Linked DNA regions of Mus musculus: region 2 is linked to region 1. Evidence: chromatin contacts called from public HiChIP or PLAC-seq data. All regions are on one chromosome and are shown on one strand. The core of a region is the stretch at or near the end of the contact, and the rest is flanking DNA. Distances in the headings are between cores, read along the strand shown. Region 1 holds the start of Hivep3 (human immunodeficiency virus type I enhancer binding protein 3). Region 2 overlaps Hivep3 (human immunodeficiency virus type I enhancer binding protein 3).

What was found. HiChIP or PLAC-seq counts read pairs in DNA pulled down with a chosen protein or histone mark.
Region 2: an H3K27ac HiChIP or PLAC-seq map of heart atrium shows a contact between it and region 1, with 8 times the contacts expected there. The contact joins the enhancer-like site here to the promoter of Hivep3 in region 1. A contact is called at or near these places in 1 of 15 datasets of contacts at CTCF or cohesin (the NIH/3T3 cell line), 1 of 484 Hi-C or Micro-C datasets (nephron progenitors), 6 of 115 datasets of contacts at active chromatin or transcription factors (embryonic basal ganglia, embryonic forebrain, embryonic hindbrain and 3 more) and 1 of 9 other capture datasets (macrophages).

Annotation. Positions count from the first base shown.
Region 1 is chr4:119,811,570-119,817,288 of GRCm38.p6, forward strand. It overlaps Hivep3 (human immunodeficiency virus type I enhancer binding protein 3), which reads left to right and starts at 3,109. Exons shown (of 9, transcript NM_010657.3): 1 at 3,109-3,221.
Region 2 is chr4:120,065,895-120,071,613 of GRCm38.p6, forward strand. The region is part of intron 3 of Hivep3 (human immunodeficiency virus type I enhancer binding protein 3); the gene reads left to right. It overlaps Gm36215 (a long non-coding RNA gene), which reads right to left. Exons shown (of 3, transcript XR_376605.4): 2 at 785-896; 3 at 1-367. Among named protein-coding and RNA genes, the nearest start is that of Gm36215, 6.0 kb to the right of the region's middle. Within about 2 kb of position 3,452, at least 13 of the 459 cell types and tissues checked have an H3K27ac peak or open chromatin away from gene starts, as enhancers often do. A contact at or near this core is called in heart atrium, where this site is marked.

The DNA.
Region 1 (5,719 bases), core at 1,859-4,358:
GCATCCAACTCTTCAGCTGAAGGGGACAGCCTTTTGCTTCTGTGTTTCTGCTTCTCCTTGGTGCTGCTATTCCTTCAGAACTCCTGCTGGGTAATCCCAACCCCTTTGCACATGCTCTGTGCTTTATCTGGTTACTGAAGTCTTTTATCCTTCGTGTGTGTGTGTGTGTGTGTGTGTGTGTGTGTGTGTGTGTGTGTGTGTGTGTTCCTGTGTGCATATGTGGAGTATTTTTAGTGGCCTCCAAGGGAGCTGCTACCTACCCTGCCTGCTCCTCCTCATTTTTAGTTCCTACTTATATCAGGAACAAAATTCCCAATTTGCAAAGAAGCTCTGAAAAAGCTTCCGTTTCTAGCCATTCTGTCTTTAGTGAGCTGGTCTTGCTCCCCATGACCTGATCTGTCTCTGCATTTCTTTATACCCATAAACGTCCTCCAGCCTCCATCTTCTGAGCCTGAACCTTCTAGGACCCTTTCCTGGGAACCTATGCAATGACTTCTTCAAGGTCTGTGCAGAATCTTCACAAACTTTCCTGCCCCGCACCTCACGACTCTGAATCTTTTACTCTTTCAAATGCCTACATCTTGATGGTACAATCCTTTGGTTTCCACTAGGACCACTGACATTTTGGTCACATAAGTGGTTTTTTGGGGGGGGGTAATGAACAAGAAAACATAGGAGCCCCCTTTATCATTCACCAAACCAATGGCCTATATGTGGAATTAGGGGAGGAGTCTAGAGCTTCTAGCTAGAGAGATGGGGCTTAGCATTGGCAGAGAACAGGATGAGGTATGACTGAAGTGTGGAGCTGAGTTGCTTTAAATCTGCAGAAGACAAGGCTCCTGTGGGTCTCTACAAAGACAACTGAGTCTTAAAAAGCTGTGGGCTTCAGAGTGCATGAAGGCCAAGCAGGGGCAATTGAGAGCTGGGCCCTTAAAAGAGATTTGGAGAGGGCCCAAATCTCCTTCTGAATTCCTGACAGCTTGACCATATTATGATTCTTGCTTGATGCTGTAGTGTTAGAGGGAGAGGAGCAGCAGAAAATAAAAATTGTTTTCTCGAGTCTTCCTGATTTTTTAATGTGAAGAAAGAATGCTTTCGTCAGGAACTCTTCCTGGATCTTTCACCAGGGATAGAGACATCTTTCATTTTTTCACAACATGCGGCTCCTCTTCCTTTAACACCACAGTGGCAGACACTCCTGCCTCCTTTGCACCCCCCCCCTCCCCAGGTCTGGGTAGAAGAGAGGCTTTGAGAAGAGTGACAGGCTCCCTGTGGTAGGTCTGTGCCTTGTCACCAAGCCTCCTAAGCTCAGGTCTGTGGTAGCCACAGGAGAGCTAGCTCCATGCTGTGTGGCTGGTGACATTTCCGGCTGCCAGTGCCCAACCAATCAGTGACAGACTCAGCTAGCCAGGACGATGACACATGAAATATGATAATTTTCTCTAAAGAGTCTGGGAGGGGAGGGGGCTGGTTTTGGCTGGGAGGGTGAGGCAAACAGGGCTAGGTAAGAGAGAGCCAGGCATGGGTTTCAGTGGTCTGCCTGGCAGGACCAGAAGAGGAAATGAGAGCTGGGGCTAGAGCTGGAGGGACCTGTCCTAGAGTGGCCCTAGGCACAGAGTGATGGAGGAGCCTGCTGATGGTCAGGAGCAGGAGGCAGGTAGCATGCCCGGGATGATCCTCTGGGGCTCTTGGCTTGAAATAAGGCTCTTCCTTTCAAGTAAGAGTAAAGTTACTTTTTGTTTTTTCTCAGTGGTACCTCTTTAAAAGCTAAAACAAAACTGGATTAGATGCCATCTGGGTGGCTGAAGTAGTTGGCATGCACAGTTTAGGCTGGGGGTGGTTTATCTCCCTGCACTGTTGTTCAACCTTCATGCTCAACTTTGTTCCAACCTCCCCCCCCCAGACCCCGCCCCCCCCAAAAAAGTTAAAAACAGAACAATGACAGCAATGAAACCTTGCTAACAAAAATGTAAAGAGGAGCCAGATCAGAATAGTCAAATACCAAAGCCCAGGTGGCAGTTTCAATTTCCGATGTAAGTAGAAGAAAACCTGTCCTAGAACGGGAACTGGGGCTGAATCTCAAGGTGGATCAGAAATGGTGCCAGAACCATCCTGTGGGCTGGGAACACCTTTCAGTTCCCTGAGACTTGGGCAGGGCAGGGCAGGGCAGGGCAGGGCAGGGCAGGGCAGGGCGGGGCAGGGCAGGGCGGGGCGGGGCGGGGCGGGGCGGGGCGGGGCGGGGCAGGGCAGGGCAGGGAGGCATGCTCTGGGATTAAGCTGGAGGTGGAGGGTGAGCTTCAGTAGACACTTCACTGCCTTCAGCAGTGACACTCTGGCCCTTCAGGAGCAATAAGGGACCCCAGAGGGGTGACCCCTGTTTTGAAAAGTCTGCCGAGAGTCTGACCTATTAAACATGAATGTTTAGAAGTGTTCATGTGCAGTGCTATTCATCATTGGGAAGCCCATCATGCAACAAACATGTGCTTCGCATATATCCTGTATTTGCATATGTTTCTCCCACCATGTAATGTATTATCCATGTGTGCAGATATATGGATGTCAATGAACATTGTTACTGCCTGCTATTTGCCCTGTGTGGCAATAGGCCTGGTGCTGCCTGCCTTCTTTCAGTATTCCCAGCCATGCTATTCAAGTGATAATTGGTGTACTGTATCTTTAAAAGGTTAAAACCCCTTAAAAAAAAAAAAAAAAAAGGTCTGGACTCCTAGTGGAAAAGACAAGCGGGGCATGGGTTGGCTCTGGATTCAGAAAGCAGCTGCTGATTAGATTCTGTGTCTGCGGGCTGAATTTATTCCGTGTTTCCAGCAGGAATTCAAGAGGGATGCTTCTGTTTGGGTTTCTGATCGTGATTTATATTTATTCAGAGGAATAACAGAGGGTGGATCTGTTCCCGGCGCGAGCATGCTCACCACCAGCCGACTCTCCCATTATCCCCCTGCCTAGTTTGGTGCTCCAGTGTACATGAGTATTCCGTGTGCATATGTGTGTATACAAACACGCATGCACGCCTGGATGGACAGACATACGCACAGGTTATTTCTTAAGAGCAATTCCTTCAATAAGGTCTTTACCCCTTACTTGAAACAGGTGTTTATGAAAAAAAATGCACAATATCCCGACTGACCGGAATAATTGAAGAAGGGTGCTGGATCCGTGGGTCAGAGAACACACAGGACCAGCTTGCTACCCCAAGGCTGAAGGTAGGGGACTCTGGGTTTTTATTCCGCGGATGGATTCCTTGCGCTTTATTTTTCCCTGATTGTGTTTTCTCCCGCGGCCGCCACCGGGAAGTGCCACAGTGCTGGGATTCCATTTTGTCGCTGCCTTTCTCACGCCAGGTGTCTGGGTGGCGGGGCTGGCAGGGTGGCCACAGTGTGCGCGGTGGTCTGCGCGCTCGGCCTGGCTGGGGGAGCGCGAACCTCAAGTGACCCCCGCGCGTCAATCACTCGCAGCCGTGGCTGGGCTGTAACCCTGTGCGCGCCGCGCGCCCCCCGCGATAGCTCGGCTGCGTTGCGCTGCAGACCTGGCTCCTGGGCCAGGCTGCTGCTCTAGGAAGGGTCAGGCCCCAGAGATGTCTATTAAGTGCTTGGTAGAAGGATCATTTTGGTCTGATGCTGGGTGCCAGGACCGAAGGGAGAGATTTTTCTCCCTGCTCGCAATCCTGCCACCCCCTGAAAACGATTCCACGGGGGTGGGTGGGGGGTGAGGGGAGAATCACACCTTGTCAGTCCTCTCCCCAAAGCACACTACACCACACCAAACTGAAGTGGGAGTGGGGGTTGGGGGAATGTCTTGCCCTGTCACTAATAAAGCAGGTGCCCCTTCCTAGATGTCCCACATTTCACCATATTTTAAAATGGGAACACTGCTGGTGACAAACGGCCCCTGGGGAGGTGATGGGCAACCAGACTGGTGGCTGGGACAGAAGTAGTGGAGTAGAGGAACTCAGAGATCTGTATGGACTTCCTTGAAGCTGGCTGGTTTGGTTTATACTGCTTGTCAGGGTCAGGACCCTTTCTGTGGCTTGACCTGCCCTTGAACTTTGGGGACAATGTTTGCACAAGAGCCTGCTGGCTTAGAGGAGTGGTACTGTGGTCCTCTTTGTGCTTTGCATCTCAAAAGTTCTGGCAGCCTTTGGTTTTGCAAGGCGGTAGCCAGGTGCCCCGGAGATATCAGGCATGTTTTGATTTTTTTTTTTTTAACCCAGGCTTGCCTTCTGTTGTTGGGGTGGGGGTGGGGAGTGGAGGGATGGGAGAATGAGAACAAGGCATTTGTTGAACTAACCTCTACAGAAGTGTTCTCCAACCCATGTTTATGTAATTATGTAATCCCAACTAATGATCAGACCCAGTGCCCAAATACTAGCATCAGCCCTCTGCACTCAAGTTGGGTGCTTTTGTTGTTTATAATGTCTTTATGTAATTATGTGTGGGATGACAGCAGGAAGCATGTGGGGACAAGGAAGAATCATTTGAACAATTTGAGGGTCAAGAACACAGGCAAAGAGCAGGATTCTTGCTTGAGGACAGAGGTCTCAGAATTGGGTTGGTGTTGATCTCAAACTTTCCCACTGATTTCTGCCCAGGTGATGCTTGTCTGAACTTTGTGTTGTAATCTCACCCCTCTCTGTTCATGGAGAAGGATATAGCCACCTCTGCGGGGCCCTCAGGTTCCTAACTCAAGAGGATAAAGGACACTGGGTCTAGGGTAGCCACTTAGGTGCCTCCAGAGGAAGGGCCAAAGAAAAGTCTGTCCTGCTCGCTGTGGAGAGTTTTTCTCTGGGGTGGAGCGAGCCCCATGTTGGTGGATCTGCTTGAGTGCAGCCTTGGGAGCTGGATGCCCTTTCCATCCTTGCATTGCAATATTGGAGGTTTTACAAGGTAGGAGGATAGCTGTCCTGTGAGGAGCTCTGCAGGCAGGAGAGTTTAGTTCTCCCTTCCACCCAACTCTGTAAAGTACCCACAGTCCACAGAGCTCTTAATATAGAGACCGAGATCATGTTCCTTATCTGTTCCTCCTGGGGCTGGTGGGCAGGTTTGTTAAACTGGTGACTACATCTGACCTCCTAAGGCTAAAATTATTTTCTGGTCCTCAAGACTCTGGTACAGCAGTTGGCTGGTGGGGGCGGGGGTGATGGGAGCGTTGTTGCTTTAAAGGCTAACTGCTACTGTGCGCTCTGTAGATCAAGATGTACTCAATTGGCACTATTGTCAAGCTGTCTCCGCCCATTGTATTACAGCAGTGGCCACCCTCCTCAGAGTGCAGAAGTGTAAGCTGCTCTTGGACCCCTGCCAAATGAGCCAGGGAGGCATTTAGTGTGTGAAAGGTTCAGGCAAGAGGAGATACATTTAGTCTGAAGTCCTGGCAGATTCCAAGATTCAACTTGATGGAAGATAACATTAAGAAAGCTGTGTGACAACTAGATAGCTTTCAACTTGTCTTTCTTCCTGCTCAGCAAGTTCCTTGGTGTCTTTCAGGGTTTTATTTATTTATTTATTTATTTACTTATTCCCCTAGGCCCTGACAGACCGGTTTCCAGTCTACTACCCAGGGCACATTTTACCACTCCCTAACTGTACCAGGACAGGCAGGGCAGGGAACCTGGCTCCCTGAGCAAGCAGCTCTGCTCTTCGTCTGTAGCACTGGTGGAAGGACTAGAACTTTGAGAAGAGGATGAGATAGATCAGAAAGTACCCTG
Region 2 (5,719 bases), core at 2,202-4,701, 250 kb after region 1:
ACAATCCTTCTGTCTCCGTACTGACATTTGCAAGTATACACCCTCGGGCCCACTATGTTTGGATTCTGGGGTGGGTCCTGGGAGCTGCCTTCTGGGGGCTCTAGGGATTCTCCACCTGTCTTAAGTTTACATGTATGGGCTCAGCTATGATGTAGAAGACGTGAAAACCTATGATTTACCATCAGGCCTGCTTGTCCCCTCTGCTTAGAGCAGGCATTTTCTCATTGTGCAGAGCCAGGGCCGGGGATGTAAGTCACCTCATGGGCAGCATTGCTGCAGCTCACGGATGGGGGTGGATGGGCTTTGATTTCAGCCAGCAGCTCCTCAGCACGCCCAGCCCAGCATGCCTGTCCTGACCAGAAGCATCCTGTGGAGATAGAAAAACCCCCAAGACCCAAGAAAAATTAACTACCTGAGCCTCATTTGGATGGGGGATGTTTACAGTGGTATTGAACCTGGGGCTATCCCTGAGTTCAAATCCCAGCACTAACAGTTACTGGTGTTAGTAGATTTTAATTAGGTATTTTCCTCGTTTACATTTCCAATGCTATCCCAAAAGTCCCCCATACCCACCCCCAGTAGATTTTTTTTTTTATGGTTTGGAAACATGTTATAGCTCCCTCTCCCTTGCCTCAGTTTCCTCTCTTGCAACACAGGAGAAGGTGGTACCTGCCTCACAGGGGCACCACGCACATACAGATGAGGCCTTATTAAAACACGGACCACCCACCTGGAAGTCCTTCCTAATATCCCCTACTGTGCAGGCAACTCAGCCACCACTCACCCTGTGATAGATCTGCTATGCTGTACCACCTGGTACTGGCACAGGACCCTAAAGTGAAGGGACTGGTCCTCTCTATACACAAGGCCTGGTACTTCATAGATGAGTTTAAGTCCTGAAAGGAAAAAGAGAAAAATCCTAGTGAGGCTGGCCTTGTTTATCCTTTAAAATATGTATGGACAGACACTGAGCACAGAGAGGTTCAGTCATTTGAAGACAGTCACACAGCTCGCAGGGGTAGAAACTCTGTCTACAATGAATCAACTCTTTTACTGTTCCACTGAAATGCTTCCTGAAGAAAAGACTGTGAGTCAGTTACTCCTCCTCCAGCAGTAAGTGGATGACTAGAGTATGACTGGAGAGCCCCATCACCAAGGGTCCCGTTCCTCGGTCTCCTGCAGCACCATCTGCTCTATTGACTTTGCATTTGTTTTCAATGGTGCACATGACAACTTAACTGCAAGTTGGGGGGAGGGTCCTTCTCCTCTAGCAGCCTCAGTGATCTGGTCCACAAGGTGGACGTGGGTTCTTGAGTAACCTAGAACTGAAGCTCCGAGGAGCACAGGCAGTCTGGGGGACCACCCGGGACTCTACCACTCCTGGCATGTGCCCTCCCCTACTTCATGCCCAAATTCCTAGTAGTCCACATGGACTCTGACAGCTGGGGGATGGGGGGACAATCTGCAGAGGGAGCCCTGCCCAGCAGCAAATGAGCCTCAGCTCCAGCCAGAAATCTGGCCCCGCCGCTTCCCGCACTCTCCCTGGGGAAGAAAGCACAGTGATTAATGGAGTTCTGACTCAGAGCTGCTGGGGGATCCAGGAGATCATAGGCACAGCTGGCCCACTAGGAAGTGGGCTGGGCTATGTGGCATCCATGCAGATGAAGGATGAGGGTCCAGGATGGCAGGTGTGCAGTGTGGCAGCCTCCACTATGCCAGGGATCCAGTTAGCTGGGGACACCTGGGCTCCCAGCAGGGCTTGGAGTCATGCAAGGTAACCAGGAGTCTCCTCAGGAGAGACCTAACCTGGGCCCATCTCCAGAATAAGGTGATTTCTGAATGAGTGGCTGCAGGCCAGAACTAACATGAAACTGAATTGGGAAATGTTTTCCCAGCAAACACCACTGCCACTGGTTTTCAAATTTTCATTGTCTGAGAAGCCATTTAAAATGTCGTATCTTGTATGAAATGATGATTTAATGATCAGGATAAAGCGAGTTTATTCTTTAATCTTTTTTTAAGTTTCAATCTTTAAAATGGATTTATTATGAAAGTTCACACATAGAGTAATAACTATGCTTTGATTTACAAAACTTTGACATTTTAGACTAGGGATCCACAAGCTAAGACCTGTGGCCACCGCCTGATTGTGTAAATAAAGCTTTATTGAAAAACATGCTGTTCGTTCACATGCACAGCAGCTTTGGCTGCTTCCGCCTATCTACCCTCAAAGTCTGAGCAATAGACTCTGGCCTTTCGCAGCCACTGTGCTGACTGCAGTCCTAGGCATCCACGATCTTTCTTGTCAGCTGCAGCTTCCCCGTGGCCTTCTCTTGTCTTGGTTGGCTTGCTAAGGATTAAGAATTAAGGAATTCAAAGGTTAGAAGATGGATAAATCACTTGTCCCAAAGGCACAAGGACCAGAGTTCAGAGCCCCAGCACACATGTAAAAACCTGGGCAGGTGTGTGGCCACCTGTAAAGCAAGCGTTTGGAAGGCAGAGACAGGGACTCTCCTTGGCAAGATGGCTAGCTACACTAAGCAGACTCGGCAAGTTTCTGATTCACTGGGAGACCCTGCCTCAGTAAACAAAGTGGGAAGTATCAAGAAAGACAGATGACACCCACGTAGGGCCTCTGCATACTTCACACATACACGTACAAGTATACACACACACACACACACACACACACACACACACCATGAAAAAAAGGTTAAAACTAGGAGGCTGGAAACCCTTAGTGGTTAAAGCACTTGTGCATGCATGAGGTCTGGAGTTTAGGTCCCCAGAACCCATGGGAATGTCAGTGAGTGTGGCAGCCCCTTACGTAATTCCAGCCTTGGACAGTGGAAATGGGATCCCATGGGCAATCTGGTTAGTGAGATTAGCCACCTTGATGGGCTCTGGTTTTGATGGAGAGATTCTACTTCACTGAATGAGATAGAAAAGTGACTGAAAATGATTTTTGATGTCAATCTTGAGCCTCTGTATGTGTGGCTACACACATATAAATACACACACACATACACAGAGAGAGAGAGAGAGACAGAGACAGAGAGAGACAGAGAGAATTACAAAGAAAACAATCCAAAGTCATTTCAATAGAAGATATAAGGGTTGCATTTTCCACTGTGTACTCATCTGTGCTATGGGGCATTCCACGTGGACTACAGGAGTTCCGGTTTGCATCATCAACAGTATCCAACAGCTGTTTGAATTCCTTCTTGCTACAAATGCCATTCAGACAGGAGGCCCACACTCTCCATACTTGGGAACTTAACCTTGTGGCTCTGTCCCTTGTCAATGCCTGTGTAGACTTTCAAACCTATAGATTCAATCCTGAATCTATCCAGCAGAACAAAGGCACCCAGGAAAGAGTTCAAACTCATCTCAGCCCTGTAGGTCAGTCTTCCCTGACCCCATTCCAAAGTGCATCCCAGCCAGCCTAAGCTGGGGACGCTTTCCCAGTGCTGCAGTGCACTGGGGAATGTGTTAAAACTGGTCCACTTTCTGGAACAGTGCTGATAGGAGCCAAAATGTATTTTTAGCATTTATGCTGTAGTGATTGGAGAGCCACCTCTGAAAGGGCTTTAGTGGAACACAGTCTGAGACTGCCCTCAGCAAGAATTGGCTGCTCTTATTCCACTGCTTAAGGATAATGGAAGAGTAAAAGGATGCTGAGTGTCCTGTTGAGAGGCCTAAGGGAAGGGAAGGAGAGGTAGAGGAAGGGAGCGAGAGATCGTGGGAGCAATGGGCAGAGAGTCAAGTCCAGTCTTCCAGCAACACCAGAGGCCCTGTGACTCCTAGCAAGGCTTCTAATGTCTCCAAAGTTAAGCTCTCCAGCTGCCTTCATGACTTACAGCTGCCCACAGAGGGCAAGGTGCAGATGCACTTGGGGACAGATGACAATGCACAGAGATAAGGAATGGGGACATTAACAGCCTCTTCTGGTACACCTGTCAGGGCCCCACTGGCTATGTAGAAGGTCATGCTGTATCGAAGGGAAAGGAACAGCTTCCCTTGGAGTTCCCAAGCTGTTCCTTCTGTATGCATTTCCATCCCCCCCCCCACACACACACACTGTGCCCTTCCTCCATGGAGTCAGGGCATTAGGAACCTTTGCTACAGGGTTCTGAGGAACCCTGCCTTCATGTCTGCTCTGATTGTACGTGCAGATTTAAGAGCCTCCAGGTGGGGTGGCATCTGTCACCTCTGCACCCCAAGTGGTGCTGCAAAGGTTTCTGGGGGGTAGTTAGTGAGCACAGGTCATTGGATACAATGATCTGTGAATGTGGATGCTTTACAAGTGATGAAGGGACAGGTGTCAGGGTCTAGAGAAGAAGGAGGTGGGCTAGGGATTGGGCAGTAGCTCCAAGCATTTAGCCAAAGCCCACAGAGCCAGGAATAAAAACCAGGAGTCCTGACTTCCAGACCAGCTGCTGTTGCCTCCATGGGTGTGAGGAAGGGAAGGCCAGGCCTGGTGGCTTGGGACACTGTGGACTAGCGAGTCCACCCCCTCCCCACAGAGAAGACATTTTTAGGTTTTGAAGAGATGACCTCATGTTTTTCTTATTTACATAGCCTGGATTGTTTATGTAGTCATTTAAAAATAACCAATGTGTACTAAGCTTAGTCTTTGCTCTCCAGGCTCTGGTGGAAGAGCCACTGTGTGGGGAGAGACACCTTTTTATCTAAGAAAGGGACAGCCTTGTTTCCCAGGACAGACGGGGGCAGAACAGGACAGGTAGGAAGCTTCGTGGTTTTTTCCTGTCGCTTCTCCAAAATAACTCCACTCCTGCTTCCCACTTCTGGCCTGACTGGACCCAGGGTAGGTCTCCTTCCGGGCAGCTATGCTCTGTAGATTCTCCAGGAGCTGTTAGGAAGTCTGTCAACAAGCACATGCGCTGGATCTGAAGACCTAGATTGTGGCCTGGAGGGTTCCACTCAAGCTGGACCACTGGCCCTGCAGCTGAGCTGTGTGCCATTGGACAGGCTACTTAACCTCTCTGTGCTGGGTCAAACAGAGAGACAACAGTGCAGATGGGAGCAGTTCCTGTGAGAATTAAATCAAGAAACATATGTGAAGGGCCTGGCTCATTCTGGGTACATAGTAGCAACACATAGTGTGTCTTCGTAAAAAGTAACCATGTTTCCTTTGACATCTTTTGAGAAGAACAAACTCCATGCTGGGCTCAGGTGGTGACAGACAGGCTGACCTGGCTGAGGAGTGGAATACACTCGCTAGAGCAGAAGAGCACTAAGGAGTTGGAGCTTTGTCTCATAAGTCACATCTCCGAGCATCGTCCACAGACGGCCATCTCCCTCTCCCCCTCCCCTGCTCCTCCCTATACACACACACACTCCCGAATTGCCTAGGTACTTCTTTAACGGGCAGATCTCAGGCTCTGTCTCAGACTAGGGGCTAGGAGGCTGCAGTGAGAGGAGCTAGAGGCACGGTTATCTGTCAGAAGAAGACTGTGATATTTGCCTGCAGATGTTGACTGAGATCAACATCTCAGATCAGTGTCACCTGTAAGAGGTGGGTGGTGGGCCTCGCCTGCCAGACTGATGTTAGGGGAGGGAGAATGAGGCCTCCTCATGAGAACAGAGAAGGGTAGCCAAGCTCGGGCAGAGCAAGTGACTTGCCCAGGGCCACACTGTTAATAAGTGCAGACATGGGGCATGCTGATTCTGGAGTAGGCTTCCTCTTGTGGTGCCA